2 separate regions of the Anser cygnoides genome follow, and region 1 is linked to region 2. A link is a contact called in public Hi-C data. All regions are on one chromosome and are shown on one strand. The core of a region is the stretch at or near the end of the contact, and the rest is flanking DNA. Distances in the headings are between cores, read along the strand shown.

Evidence for each region. Hi-C and Micro-C count contacts between places; a contact is called where the count stands out from the background.
Region 1: a contact with region 2 is called in a Hi-C map of liver, with 8 times the contacts expected there. The contact joins two enhancer-like sites. A contact is called at or near these places in 2 of 7 Hi-C or Micro-C datasets (both in liver).

What each region holds. Positions count from the first base shown.
Region 1 is chr7:5,083,825-5,086,888 of Taihu_goose_T2T_genome, forward strand. TACC2 (transforming acidic coiled-coil containing protein 2) reads right to left here. Exons shown (of 24, transcript XM_067000460.1): 7 at 2,772-2,903. Among named protein-coding and RNA genes, the nearest start is that of TACC2, 65 kb to the right of the region's middle. Within about 2 kb of position 1,572, at least 2 of the 3 cell types and tissues checked have open chromatin away from gene starts, as enhancers often do. A contact at or near this core is called in liver, where this site is marked.
Region 2 is chr7:4,880,063-4,883,200 of Taihu_goose_T2T_genome, forward strand. It overlaps LOC106038939 (deleted in malignant brain tumors 1 protein-like), which reads right to left. Exons shown (of 13, transcript XM_067000496.1): 13 at 1,307-2,583. Among named protein-coding and RNA genes, the nearest start is that of HTRA1, 55 kb to the right of the region's middle. Within about 2 kb of position 1,874, at least 2 of the 3 cell types and tissues checked have open chromatin away from gene starts, as enhancers often do. A contact at or near this core is called in liver, where this site is marked.

The sequences.
Region 1 (3,064 bases), core at 322-2,821, 200 kb after region 2:
GCAAGTATTATGAGAACATCTTTTAGAAACCAACAGCACAGAAAGCTGAGCTTCCCATGAAGACTTTTTGCTTGTGGATAGAAAGATTTGTTGCTGTGCTTCCAGTTGGTTCCATGCTCATTTCGGGAACATTGGCTAAGACAGATGCGCATTTAATTGCAGAGATTCAGAGATCAGCAGAAGCTCCCTATCCGCCCAGCTTCTCGCAAAATTATCTAATTGCAATCTATTTTAGTGTCAATTTTCTTTCAAAAGCTATGTACCTGACAAGGAGGCCCCACCTCTCAATCACACCAGCCTCATTTAACATCTCGGGCGTAGATTTAAAGCATGTAGTCAGGCTCTGGATGAGGACATGCACAAAGACAACATTTGCTTTTTGCTCTCCAGAATGACTACACAGCCGTCTCTCCCCCTCACAGGACCATCAGGAGGATGGATTGGCTCTTCAGAGCCTTTCCGGCTCTATCAGAAGTGGTTCCTTAAATGACAAGTTACACTTACGAGCAATATTTCAGCACTTCTCCCAAATTACGAAGTGTCTGTGATACAGTTAATAACATGATTGCCACGATCGCCGAGGAGACCGAAATGCCTCAAGGATCCATTCTGCAGAAAATTGTGCAGTGGCAAAGTACTTGCCGAGGTTTAGCACCTCGCTGTCCAGGCAGTTGCCATAAATGTGACAAAGTGAAACATAACCTGACTCAAACGCTGTTATTTTCCATGGCTGATTTGAGTTGACTTTGATACACATGAATCACATAAAACTGTAAGACAGTCCAAGAGGTATTTACATAAGGGGCTGATTATCACAGTAAAGAGCTATCTGGACCGAAATACATTTGTGTTTCTGGAGGATGGAATAACCATCTTTCATCCCACAGATATCTCTAATTCTGCAGGCATCTTAATTTCCATAAAGATCTCAGAAAAATCTGTGTTCACATTACAAAAAGAGCAAAGGTGATTTCAGCTTTAGAGAACGCTGTGGGTGATCAGCGTGCTGTTCTCAGGGCATAATGAGGATGCGTGCCAGGGTACGTTTGGGTTACTGACATCCTGCACTAGATTTTGACTCTGCATTAAGCAATTCTACTAATATTACTTAATTGTTTACCTCGTCCCAGAGATTCCTCTGCACACATATTTACATTGTTAAACACACCACGTCACTGCTGAAACCAAACAGAAACTTCAGAGGCACAAGCCAATTTAAATACGTGAGCAGAGCAGCTCTGCACATCCACACACCGCTCAAATTATTCCTCCTCTCTTTGTCTGATGCCGAATTCTGATGAAAAGGCAAAAAAAGAATTACACTGTGGTTTGGTGGCTTCCATTTCAATAAACCTCTGGATTCATAAGTGGTAATAACCTTTGACCACACCAAAGCGCTCGCAGAATGTGACATTCAGGCCAGGGTATCCCTAAAGTTCAAACAATTCTGGAAGCTTCTGCGGAAGGAGCCAACACCCTGTGGTGAGCATTTTCTAACTTACAACCTCACCTGACCACTTCACCCAGCTTTTAGAGCACGACCAGGGTATCCTTCATTCAGAAAACCCTCTCTAGGTCACAGAACTTGCAGACCAGCTGCAAACAGACCTTCAAGAACTTCAAGCACTTCTTTTCCCCACCAGCCTTACACTGGTTAAGAAGACCTGGGTGCAGTAAAGTACCACAGAGGAGCATGACACAGAAGACTCAACCTAACCTATGTCACAGCAACCATGTAACTTACACTAAAGATCAAGACACCATTTTCTGATCAAAATTTTCAGTAGCGTATAAATACGTAATAACCAACATGTTTCCTAGGTTTTATCCTGTGGATGGGCTCTGATTAGCATTGGCTGATAGCTATTAATTCTTTGTTCCACAGCAAAACATGTCTATTGTGTACGTTCCCATTCATGATCCAGAGTACCCTCCTGCTGGCAGTGGCATCTTTTGACGTTTCTGAACAGAGATAAGTAGAATAGCTGCATTTCCCGTGCTGTCTCCTGTCTTGTATTGTACTTGTCACAAGCTGGCGAACTGTATTTGTGGGGTGGAGAAGGATGCTCTCCGGGGAGTGCCCATTTAATATTCTCAGCTGTGCTGTGACCTTTTCCATTAATAGATGTCACAATAAGGGCATGCCTTTATTGCCAAACCACAACAGCACACTGGTTAATCACCCACAAGACAGGCGTCACCTGAAGCTTTGACATGAATATCCAAGCACACGTCTCATCTTGCCTGTATCTGAGCAGGGAGGAGCAGCCTGGGGGGCTTCCAGCAAAAATCCCCGAGGCCATTTATCAAACACCAGTCGGTGCAAATCTGAAGGAGAGGAACATCAGCTTTGAAATGAAGATAACTGAACAGTTCTTCAGAAAGAGCGAATACAAGCTGAACTTCTTCCTTCATTGCTGACAACTACAATGCAAATGACTAGTGTGGGGAAGACACTGGCAGTATCTGAAAGGGATTGAGCAGAACAGTCCTCTTGAGGAAAAAAAAAAGGGAAATATATGAAAAAAATGAATAATTTAAAAAGTAGCAGGGAAGATCAGTACACTATTAAGTAGTGTAGTCTCAGCTCCCTCTTCTGGTCTTTCGGAGTAAACGTACTGGAGCAAGGAGGTCTTCATAGTCCAGCATTTGGTTTCAAAATCTAGCAATAATGTTCACACAATTTACACAAAACACCCATTATTTTCTTAAGCCATGGATGTACAGACATGGAAATGTATTTTAGCATATGAAATAACATTGTGCAGTACCTCTTTATTTCCTCTGCGAAGCCTTCACTTTCTTGAGGAGGCAGCTCTACACCCTCACCAGGGGCTGCAGCCGACGGTACATCCCCAGAAACGAGCTTATCAGCTTCGTCACAGCTATCAGGCTTGGAAGTGCTGTAAAATAATCATGAAAATTCATAAGGTGAAAAACTTGAGAAGTGCCCATGGAGCTTCAGCGAAGTCTTCCGAAAAGATGAGCTTCAGCTAGGTCTGAACTTCTGTAAGGAGCGCGCTGTCCCTTCCCTTGTTCTTTCCCCCATCTCCCACAAATTGCT
Region 2 (3,138 bases), core at 624-3,123:
TAAGTTCCACCTTTTCAATCTCCTTCTTCATCAGCAACCTTCCACGGAAAAAATTCCCCTGCAGCATGCAATTACTCTATTACAGCAGTAAATCAAAAGACATTGAATGCTGATCTAGGTATCTTCCTCAGGGAAGTTTTGAACATGTTCCAAAGCAGGAAGGCTGTAACAGAAGCTCATTTTGTCCGTGTATAGCTTCCTCCCCCAGATACACCTAAGCAGGTTAACCTTAGGAATAATAAAAGTCAGGGCTTTGCTCTCTTCACTTTCCTAAGTGTCTGAATGTTGCAATAAAGGTACCAAAGGTCTATCGACTCAAATGGGACTGCCCTAACAGTAGCTGTTAAAGGCTGTTTTTATCTGCCTTGGCCACAGTCCAGAGCCAGCCTCAAACATATGCAATGCAGTGATAAAAGACAAAAATGCATGATCCAGAGACATCAAACCAAAGCTGCCCAGCAATGAGGGCTCCAGTGAGGTGCTCCTCATTGCCAACAGCATGGTGCTCTGCCTCTGCCACATCCCATTTTGTGCCAAAGTCTCTAGAGGCACAGTCCAGCTCACAAAGGCACCTGCAGGCAAGTAACAAGGAAGTACAGCACTTCTTAGAAGGGTCAGCTTCTCCAAAGATCTTCTCAGAAGCTGCCCCCTGATGGGCTGGCAGAGGAGGATCTCCTGGTATCTCGGTCCAACACGTACCATCCACAACGTTTATTGCTGCTCGGGAAAACAGGAGGAGAAGACGCCTTAACTGGCACTCTTGGACCAACACCCTGTTCGCTCTCTTGTGATGGCCAAGACGTTTGTTCCACACTGCATTCTGGGAAGGTCATTAAGCCCCAGTAAGCTCCAGTGATGCTCATTTGTTGCACCTGCTAATTGTCTTTCCTTCCAGCTGATGAATCGCCACCGCTGCATAAGGCAGAGCTATGATATTACTTAAAAAGTTATACTGATTTCATTTGACCTTATCCATTAACAAAGAAAAATAAACAAAGGACTTTCAAGTTGGTTTCCAGAATTGCTTTTGGTTGTGAGTGAAGTGCTAGGCTAGGCTGTAGCAGTAATTATATCATTGTGGTAATAGTATATTAAGGATTTGTATGAGTTTTAGAGATGTACCTGTGTTAGCCAGTAAGTCACAGACATACAACATTATGCAGGGCTTATCTCACAGAAGATCTGGGCCTGTGACAAATAAGGATCTAGACCAGGAAGACAAATAAGGTCTTCCTGGATTTTTCCAGAACCCAGGTATGTCATGTGCCTGTGTTTTTACAGAAGAATCCCATATATACACAACATGTTGCTTGGAAAAATTTATTTATTTTAACTCCTCGAAACAGGAAAACTTTTGAGTTCAAATGCAAAGACGGTTGCAGGAATTAAAACAGAAATACCACACTAGAAACACTGCCTTCCTCATTTTGTGATTACATATTTTATATTGGAAATCAGCCATAATTGAAAATAGCTCAAATCTACATTTTCTCAACAAGAAGGATCTTCCTGAAGAACTAGTCACAAAATATCCAGACATTATTCAGGAGGATCCATACGCAATTGGAAGAATCATTTCTTTCTCTTTTTTTTTTTTTCAGTCACGTATGCTTGTCTAGATATTTTAGCTGCATAGAATCTTCTCCATCTGAAACATTTCATTATGCCATGCAAAATTTCATCTCCATCTCAGAAAATCTGAAGTGACAGAACACGACGTAAAAGAAATCTTATTAAAGTATAATAGCAATACTTGTATTCAAATATTTTGCTTACTAGCACTGACCGTAGTGGTAACAGAAAACATTACAGGGAAGTTTCAATAGTCCTAGCCTTGCCTGAAGGGTAAATTGAAATACACACATTGCATCACATTGCGATTTATTGTGGAGTTGCAATCTGTTGCCTTTCAGAGGTACTTAGACAAGTCCCATTTCTGGTTATCATGCAGCACACATTGTGTGATGGACTCACAACTCCCCTGTGGAAAAGAAGGACTATTGATCTTAATTTACATCTGAGGAAACTGGAAACAAACTCTTGTTTGGTGTGGAGCAAGAACTGGCCATGTGGGTTCCCCACAACCCAGGCTATATTTTTCAGTGGCAGAGGCCAGATCTCCATCTTGAGAGGAGGAAGCTGATTCAAATGGAGTGTTAAGATTTGACAGCCTAATATTGTAGGTGGCAACTGACTAATTTGAAGGTTGTTACTGATCTGCAAACTTTCGCTGGTCTTCTGGCTTCATTCAGTGCTGAGTTATGTCAAGCCCATCCCTTCTCATGAGGTTATCTATCACCACAGAAGACCTTTAATTTTGAATTGTCGAGGAGATTTCTCAATGCAAGGACATTACTCAATCCATCAAATTACTCAACCAATGTTATCAGCTGCAGGTGTTTACCAAATCTCATGTGATCTGATATGGAATTGATTTCTTCACTATATGTTTCAAAAGAAACCCAACAGGAGCGAAAACAGGAGCTGTCAGGGCCATGACAGCAGTAATAAATGGAGTATGAGAGATATCGATTGGAGCAGGAACTGAATTCACGTTCTCCAGGATGCCAAAAGAGTCCAGTTCTAGGAAGGATGAGAGGTCCTGGTTACATTTGATTCCTCATCTTGTTATTTCCAAAACATAAAAAATGGGGAGAAAAATGGCATTCTAGATGTCATTTAAATATGCATCTATTTCTTGCACTCTGATACATCCAAGATATATCAACCACTTCCCTGGGCAACATGTTCCAATGCTCAATCACCCTCTCCATGAAGAAATCCTTCCTAATATCCAACCTAAACCTCCGCTGGTGCAACCTGAGGCCATTTCCTCACACCCTATCACTTGTCACCTAAGAAAAGAGATGGACACTCTCCTCACTGAAACCTCCTTTCAGGTCTCCCCTCAGCCTTCTGTCCTCCAGAATAAACAACACAATTCCCTCAGTTGCTCCTCATAAGTCTTGTTCTCTAGTCCCTTCATCAGCTTTGTTGTTAGAGTCTGCACACGCTTGAGCAACTCAATATCTTTCTTGTAGTAAGGAGCCCAAAACTGAACACAGTATTTATAGATAGATCACTTGCATCCTAACAGATGAATCAAGATCTAAGAAAGTTTAGGAGGAAAATAAACAT